3 separate regions of the Mus musculus genome follow, and all the other regions are linked to region 1. The links are chromatin contacts, called in public promoter capture Hi-C maps. All regions are on one chromosome and are shown on one strand. The core of a region is the stretch at or near the end of the contact, and the rest is flanking DNA. Distances in the headings are between cores, read along the strand shown. Region 1 holds the start of Dhx32 (DEAH (Asp-Glu-Ala-His) box polypeptide 32). Region 2 holds the start of Acadsb (acyl-Coenzyme A dehydrogenase, short/branched chain). Region 3 holds the start of Hmx2 (H6 homeobox 2).

Region 1 (2,758 bases), core at 186-2,685:
CTAGCAACTCTAAAGCACACATCTTCAGCCATCTATCATACACAACTTTGTAGCCCATCGTGGTAGCCCATGCCTTTAATCTTAGCACTTCATAAACAGAGGCAGGTGGACCTGTGGATTTGAAGCCAGCCTGGTCTTTAAACAGTGAGTTCCAAGCTAGCCAGAGAGATAGTGAGATTCTGTTTCAATCAAAACAAAATGAAAAACAGCACTGTAGCCCCAGCACTTTCAGAATGTGGAGCCATGAAGATTCTGAGCCACTGGTTCAGGAGGCTAGGTCACGAAGTTTGCCCTAAACTCAAGGTCAGCCTGGGCTGCAGGAGACAAACTCAAACTTAAGAGTATTTTTAAAAACAAAACAAAAACCAGGGCTAATGAGATGACTTCGCGCAAACAATGCTTGCAGAAAGTAAAAGAGCCAAGTTTGATGCCCAGAACCTCCATAAAATATCAAGTGTGGTGGTGTGATTTGTAGATTCAGCCCTAGAGAGCTGGAGACAGGATCACCTCTGGGGTTCTGCTAGCCGGTTTGCCTAGCCTAGTTCACTAGAGCTCTAGGTCAGTGGGACACCCTGTCTTGAAAACCAAGGTGGGAGCCTGAAGATGTGGTTCAAATATCATGAACACTGACTGCTCTTCCAAAGGACCCAGCACCCACAAGCCTACTCACAGCCTGCTTTTATTATAGTTCAAGGGGATTGGGTTCTCTCTTCTGGTCTCTGTAGAGGCACAAGGCACATGAGTGGTGCAGAGACATATACATGCAGGCAAAACATCTGTACACATTAAATAAAATAAAATAAAAATTTAAAACCAAGGTGGATGGCAAGAAAAGACACCAGAATGTCCCCTCTGGGTTCCACACAAATGTGGCACACTTGCATGTGCACCTGTGTGACACCTGCACACGTGTGCACAAACACATGCATCCGCACGAATAGTCAATAACAAAGAACGGAAAATTTAAGACAAACAGGAATGAGAAACTTTTGTTATGTATCTTATGCTGGGCGGAAGCACATGAATTATATATACCACAGACTTTAGGGATAAGATCGAAGAGAGGCAAGAACACATAAATTCAAGGCCCAGGCTCCATGGAGGTTCACTAAGACACTGGAAGCACTATTAACCATTCGTAAGCCCATTGCTAGTGAGGGCATCAGCCGTGCTCTGTGGAATCTGTGGATCATTTAGCCGAGGGTTCGAGACCTGGCCCGGCTAGCTCGGTCTCTGCTCGCACCCCAGGCCCTAGCCCGCCGCTTACTGTGGGGCTCCATGGTCAGCTGCTCCCGGGGGCCCTCGGGCCCAGCCCTGGCGGCGCCGCCCTCCTAACGCCTGTCTTCGTCTGGCGTCGCTCGGGTTGCCCTGACAACCGGGGATGGGCAGGCGAGCGGGCGGGCGGGGCCCGGCGGACGGCGAGAGGGAGGGACCAAAAAGTGACGTGGAAACGCAGAGCAGCGCACGGGCGGGAGTGGCGCAGGGGGGTCGCGACCCGGGAGCGCGGCGGCTTCAGCAGAGCCGCGCCCCGAGCTCGGGAACGCTCTGTCAGCTCCTCTAGGGACCACGCGAACGTCGGCCGGGCTCGGGAAGCTCCCGCCCAGGCTCTGGGAGGCCTCGGCGGCCGCCGCTGCAGGTAACGGCAGGGCAGGCGGCGGGGAAGCAGGGAGGCCGCGCACCTGTTGCGGCCCCGCCCGACCAGGCACAGCTGAGGGCGAGGGCGCCCCCAGCTCCGGAAGGAGAACCGGAGCTCCGGCCTGAGATCTTCTGGACCCTGGTGGGTTAAGTCTAGGATGACCTGAGACGCCCCAGTGAGAGTCAGAACAAACCCTGCTCCAGCCGGATGACTCGGTCTTTGCACCGCCGTAACCCCAAGCTAGAGTCAGGGTTACCCCTGCATCTGGCGTCCGTCCAGGTCAGGGTCCGGATGAACCCGGAGATGCCCGGGTGAGAGTCGAGATAGACCCTGTTCCTGCTGGAGGACCCAGCTTTTGCCTGCCAGTACCCATTCTCCAGAGTGAAGGGCTATTGCTTCAGGATGTTGCCCCAAGTCATGGTCCGGACTCGGCCTTTGCGCGTGGCAGCTCTTTTCCAGGGTGGGTACCCTATACCGGGATGTTGTCCCAGGTCAAGGCTAGGATGACCCTAAGACTCCGAGTATGGGTGCTCTCAGCTCCTCCTGGAGGACTCGTTCTTTGCACCACATGTTTCAGAGAGGGGTGTTCGAATCCGTTTGCCTAGGTGAGGGTGTGAAAGCTGCTCCTGCCTCTATAGTAGGCCAAGGCTGTCTACTGAGACTACGGGCAGTTCCTCCCCTAGTCCTGCTCTGTCTATCATCCCCACTGTCACCTATCATATTTCAGGCTGTGGGCCCCTTGTGGGATCTTGGAAATTGGTTTAGTTTGGTGTGTGTGTGTGTGTGTGTGTGTGTGTGTGTTTGTGTTTGTGTTACAATACTCATTTTTCCTGTTGATTTTTTTTGGGGGGAGAGGGGGGTCACTGAGTCAGCCAAATTGTGTAGGATACTGGTTTCAAAGACCAGGATCCAGGTTTTCCTTTAAGAAAGGTGTGAAGGGGGGAAAAACCCACTAGGAATTTTTATCTGGTATGGTGTAGAATTTTCAAACCACCTCAGAGAGTGTCATGGGTTAAGGAGAGAAGAGGGGGAAGCAGAGGAAGGAAGAAAAATGGAGAAGAGATAAGAAAGGGATGAGGAAGTGCGGAGAAACAGAGGAAATTGTAGGATTGATTTACCGGT
Region 2 (2,758 bases), core at 119-2,618, 2.4 Mb after region 1:
CAAGCTTGTAAAACAATAAAATAACGTTAATTATCTACAATGTGAGGCAAAGAGGTGCAGACTTGCTTCACCGTTTACAAGCTACTTCCTCTCATCAGTAGCTTGTAAAACCGGGAATAAATACTGCAGGATTTTGATTGCTCGCCAGAATAATGGGTGAGACTTGAGACTTAACATCTGCCCGAGGAAATTTTAAGATTACTATTTAGCTGGAGGGTTTCCAGCTAACTACAACCACAGCAAAGGCACCCAACTGTCCTTTCACTTCAAAGTTAGCTAAATGGGCTCGTCAATCGCCTAAGTAGAGAAACATCCTCCAGGAAAGCTGTCTCTTTCAGGCACCTGAAGAAATAGCACCAAGTCCAGCTAACGTAGGTTTGCTCATGGTTCAACCCATTGCCCCCTCTGACTGGTCAGAGTGTCTTCTGTTATTCTGACAGATGCTGTCATCTGCACTGTACTGTGTGTCCTAATTCCAAGCTCAGGAAATCCGAGAGAGCAAAGGGAGGCCAGAAACATCCTGGTGAGACAAGAGGCTGGCCTCAGACCAAGTTTGAGGAAGAGGACTAGAATGGGCTTTTGGGCTCCTCAGAATCTAAGGGAGCTGGTCAGATCCCCGCAGTGAGATAAAGCCTAAGAAATTCCTTCCCTGAATGGTTAAGACCCAGAAATATGAGAGGTCCCTTCCAGCTGGGCTGCTGAAGGGAAGAGAGTGTCAATAGGCTCGACAAGCAGGCCTAGATTTTAGTCATTAAAAATCATCATTATCGGTTGGGTGATGGTGGCGCACGCCTTTAATCCCAGCACTCGGGAGGCAGAGGCAGGCAGATTTCTGAGTTCGAGGCCAGCCTGCTCTACAGAGTGAGTTCCAGGACACCCAGGGCTATACAGAGAAACCCTGTCTCGAAAAAAAAAAAAAACAAAACAAAAACAAAAACAAAAAAAACCCCAAAAAACAAAACAAAAAAATCATCATCATCATCCGGGGAAATGTGGCATGAGCTGGGACGGATCCTGAAGGAAAACCAGACGGAGGTGAAGGGTCTGTGGAGACCCAGCCCCAGGCTCAGCCCCCTCCACCAGCCTCCCAGACCCCCAGCCCATTAGGAAAAGATGACGTCGCCAGGAATCAGTGTGGCCACAGGCCTCCTGAGACGGTCGCTTCGACCGACCCCACTCACCAGCCCGCCCATACGCCACAGCTGGAGCGCAGAGACCGCCATCCTCGCTTCGGGCAGGGTGGCCCTGTTAAGCTCGCAAGGCTTTCCACGAACCCTTGCGCAAGACTCCCTCGGCCTGGCAAGCTCGGGCCCTGCCCACTCCGAGCATCCGCCCCTCACACACCCCTTTGAGTCCCCGCCCACTGCCGCCTACGGAACCCCAGGAGAGACATAATTCTCTCCTTGCTCCCTGCAGCACGCTCACGCGAGACTTGGGCAAGGCGTGGGGCGGGCGGGAAGGGAGCGGAGACACAACAAATATGGCGGCTACAGCTGCGACGCTGACGAACGCTGAGGCGGTGGCGGTGGCGGCGACGGCAGTGAAAAGGGCTGTGGGGATTCCTCGGTGCGGTTGTCAGGAGGTGAGTCACGGGGGGCGGTCAGCTTCCACGGCGGCGCTACGGTTACTCAGGGCACGTTGACGGAATGGCGGAAGGTAAAGTGCCGGGTTCATTGCTAGCCGGCTAACACCGCTTTCGCCTTGGCCACAGCGGAGGGTCCTGCGTGCCCCGTGGGCTGCCAGCGTGGTGACTCGGGACTCTCTTGGGCTCGTAAGTGACTGGGTGCGCCGCCCGGAGGCTCGCGAGCGAGTCGGCGCCGTCGGGCCGCAGCTCGGAGCTCAGGGTGGGGAGCTGTCTCCGGCTTTGACAGGTGGCGATCGCAGGGAGCATCCCTGTGTAGTGCATTCTCGGGGTGCCAAAGTCGACCCCAGCAACCCCGGTGTATCCTGGATAGGGTGTTAACCCCGGGCTGCTGTTGGGAAGGAGTTTTCTTTCTCTCATGACCTGGCGTCTACTGCCTGTACTTTCCAATGTTGGGAACAGGTGAGGCTGGGGAGGATCTTCCGACTCATTCAAGATTTCTGTCCCCGATCGATTCATCATCGATCGACTGTCGGGAATGTTCTTGGATGCTCAATGTGGCTCCTCCTCAGCTAAGCGTCCAAGTGCTGTCTGTCTAACTGTAGATCCTAAGTATAGTCAGTGGTAGCTGCCAGTAACCACATGGCCTCTTTAATGACTCCTTTGTGTGCTGGTCAGAACCGGACAGAGGAGTGAGAACGGACATGAAGACTTCTGAAGTTGTGAGGTCCAGGGAAATTACACTTAGAAGACACAGCATGAAAACAGCTGCTTAAAACATCTGGACTACTTGTAAGACTTTGTCTTGAGTTTATGTTGTCTTCAGCACAGCTGAGGATGAACGTTTTCTTGGAAGTTCCTTGCGGGGGAACTGGGATGTTTGAAGTTCTTTTCCTGTAAGGGTCCCGTGTTTCCCAGGAAACCGTAACTGTTGTACTGTGGGACACTGAAGATGGGCTTCAGATATGCCGTGGTTGAGTCCTGGTGGTTGTTACATATATTTCCCTGGCGATAGAGCTAATGTACTTTTATGTGCAACTGGACTTATTCAGCAACATTAAGCCTGGCATCTCTTGAAATTAGCATATTATATATGAATGGCATTGAAGTTTTTTTGTTAAAAGTAAATGACCAGTGGCAACATGATAGTAACACAAATGGCTAGGATGTAATTGT
Region 3 (2,758 bases), core at 194-2,693, 2.2 Mb after region 1:
CCTGGGTCTCGGTGAGCTGCAGGCTGGAGGCGAGGCAAGCGCGCTCCGAGCTGCTCAGGTAGCGTTTCATGTCGAAGGTAGACTCGAGCTGGTACACTTGGCTGCGGGAGAAGACGGTGCGCGTCTTCTTCTTGGCCGCTCCGGTTTGGCGCTCCGCACCGCCGTCCCGTGGCCGCTCCGGGCCCGGAGAAGGCGAGCCCGCCGGCAAAAGCCTCTCCTTCTCTTCCTTAAAGTCCGGGTGAGAAGGAGAAAGGAATGGCGTGCGCTCCGAGGCCGCAGGCCCTGCGCCTCCGCTGCCCTTGGGGGTACCTGAAGAGTGAGCACAAACAGAATGACCATGGAGTTGATGAGCCTTAAAGACTCTCAGCTCTGCCGGGGACAAGGAGGTTGACTGATGCCTGCATCCTTGATTCCCCTATTGCTAACCCTTTCCTTTTCTACTGCGTCCTGCTAGCGCCCAAAGTCCAGAGCCTCGGCCTTTCAAAGCAGCAGAAGAGGGTTCCATATAATCCGAGCTGGAGGGTCTCCTTCCACTCTTATAAAAGTAAACGTGGTACCGGGTCTGGAATGGGGACATTAACACCATTTTTTAAAGGTGATTTTTGCCTTTGAGGACTGAGCTCTACAAGGTAGCATCATTTTACAGGCCGTTTTCTTTGAGAGTCGGGCTAATTTTATTCATAACTCCTTGGCTGTCCTCCGTTAGCTTTTACCTCTCTGAAACTCAGCACTGTCAATCATTTTAGAGTACTAATCACTTCGAGAAGAGGCCGAGAGGAGGGAAAAGACATAGAGCCTGCAGGACTGACAGAACACCCAAACCAGACCTGCAGAACTAAGTCAGGACAGAAAGTACCCGGCGTGCGAAACCATTTTGGCCAGCATTGTGTACCGCCCGCAGAGTTCCTGGCCCACTCTGGTTCACCCTCCTTCCCCTTACCCAGTCTTCCCCTTACCGCCCCAATATTCCTCTACTTCTCCCCAGCGCCGGCCCTTCCGGCCTTTTCGAGAATGCACCATGGGTGCGTAGTCCCCTCCCCTTAGCCTGGACCACTAGCGGCCCGGCTGTGACCCGGGGATGCCCTGCTCCGCGTCTCCGACAATCACACACCGCATCGGCTCACGCTCACTCGGGCCAGACTCCCGACCTGCGATCCTTACCCAGGCAAGGGAAAGGGATGGGGGTATGGTGCTTAGGGCTTGGCTCCTTGGGGCCGTGCGGATCTGGGCAGAAGCAAGCCGGAGCCTTCCAACCTTCCTCCGGCTCCTCCTCCTCCGAGGACACAGACAGGCTGCGTTTCCTGGCTGGCCACCCGGCGGGCTCCCGCGGTGCCTCGGAGGGGCCCCCGCCCAGGATGGACTGGATGGTGAAGCTGGAGACGCCACCGGCCGCCGGACATCCCTTCCCCACATCTTCCTTGCTGCCCATCCTGGGTTCATAAGAAATCGGAGGAAACCAAGAACTCCCTTTAGAGCGGGGCTGGGTGGAAGGTGGTGCGGGCAGGCGGGCGGGGGGAGGGGCGGGAGGGAAAGCAAGGGGAGGGGGCTACGAGGCTGGCGAGGCGTCCCTTCTGCTCCAGGACGCGCAGGCACCGGACCGCTGTGCGCGGGTCCCTGCCGGCCCGGCTCTGGGTGAGCCCGCCCAGCCCCGGTGCCAATGTCCCTTCCTCGTTTGACAACTCCACCGGTCTCCAGCGACGCGGAGGCTGCGCGGCCTCATTTGCATAGAGGTTACCCGGCCGCGGCCAATCGCAGCGCCGCGGAGCGGCCCCGGAATTTTTTAAAAAGCTGGGGCCGAGCACGCAGCACCGGGAAGCTCCGGGAGCAAGCCTAGACGCGCACTCGCATCAGCTCTGTCCAGCCCGTAACATCTGGGGCTGAAGGCAGCTTAGATTGCAGCCTGTGTTCCTGGTCTTTGCCTTGCCTCTCCAGAAACGAGAACAGCGCCCGGGGTCGAGCTGGTGGGGCTCTCTCACATCCAAGATGCACACCATAGGCTGCTGCCACCCTCCCCAGTCCTCAACCCCTTCTAGCCTCTTGGGAACTAACAGCGCTCTACGAGTCTTCTCCCGCTGCGTTGGGGATTGACAGTATGTGGCTCTCCGCTGGGAGACACAGGAGCAAAGAAATTCTACAGCTCTGGACCTGAAGACCCCGCTGACTAAAGGGGGCAGAGGATTTTGGAAACAGAGTAGCCCCCAAATGTCCCGAGGTTCCGGCTCACATTCCAGCAAACGCCATTTGCACTGTGTGAACTTGAACAAGTCTGGTCCCAGTAGAAGCATCCCTGCCCCCTGGCAAACTTCTTAGTGTCGCCTGCCCCCATTCTCTGGTTGTGATGATGTGTCAGCTAGAAACCTATAAACTCTCAGAGTGCAGAATAGTTATTTCCTAATCCTTGACCGAATACCACACAGCTCGCCTTCCCACACTGCAGCTAAACTCATTTACTTTATTTTGCTGGTAAATACTGGCGGTCTCAAAATGGCTACGCTGCTTCTGGAAGGAAACGAAGTAGGTAGGTATGGGGACTTTTTAGAATTGGACAGGATCCTGTTAAATATAGGTAGGGTGTCTTTGGGCAAGATATGTACACTTTCCACGCCTCGTTTTCCCCATCCTAAAATTATTTGAAGTGTTGCTTTCCTTTCAGAGGTCAAGGTACAGCTTTATAAAACCTGACTCTCTCCTTCCTTCTTGTGGCCTCTCCCTAAGCCCTGACTCTTGCTTGTTTAATCCCTAGAGCACCTGTTACCTG

What was found. Promoter capture Hi-C pulls out the DNA fragments that hold promoters and counts their contacts. Capture Hi-C pulls out chosen DNA fragments and counts their contacts.
Region 2: a contact with region 1 is called in a promoter capture Hi-C map of liver, with 4 times the contacts expected there. The contact joins the promoter of Acadsb here to the promoter of Dhx32 in region 1. A contact is called at or near these places in 3 of 39 promoter capture datasets (the C10 cell line, liver and pre-B cells) and 2 of 9 other capture datasets (adipose tissue and liver).
Region 3: a contact with region 1 is called in a promoter capture Hi-C map of pre-B cells, with 8 times the contacts expected there. The contact joins the promoter of Hmx2 here to the promoter of Dhx32 in region 1. A contact is called at or near these places in 2 of 39 promoter capture datasets (liver and pre-B cells).

Annotation. Positions count from the first base shown.
Region 1 is chr7:133,775,480-133,778,237 of GRCm38.p6, reverse strand. It overlaps Dhx32 (DEAH (Asp-Glu-Ala-His) box polypeptide 32), which reads left to right and starts at 1,435. Exons shown (of 12, transcript NM_133941.2): 1 at 1,435-1,636. It overlaps Fank1 (fibronectin type 3 and ankyrin repeat domains 1), which reads right to left and starts at 1,347. Exons shown (of 11, transcript NM_025850.2): 1 at 1,268-1,347. The coding sequence starts at 1,280.
Region 2 is chr7:131,409,211-131,411,968 of GRCm38.p6, reverse strand. It overlaps Acadsb (acyl-Coenzyme A dehydrogenase, short/branched chain), which reads right to left and starts at 1,368. Exons shown (of 11, transcript NM_025826.4): 1 at 1,182-1,368. The coding sequence starts at 1,223. It overlaps Ikzf5 (IKAROS family zinc finger 5), which reads left to right and starts at 1,491. Exons shown (of 4, transcript NM_175115.4): 1 at 1,491-1,582.
Region 3 is chr7:131,552,978-131,555,735 of GRCm38.p6, reverse strand. Hmx2 (H6 homeobox 2) reads right to left here and starts at 1,443. Exons shown (of 2, transcript NM_145998.4): 1 at 1,162-1,443; 2 at 1-309. The coding sequence starts at 1,429.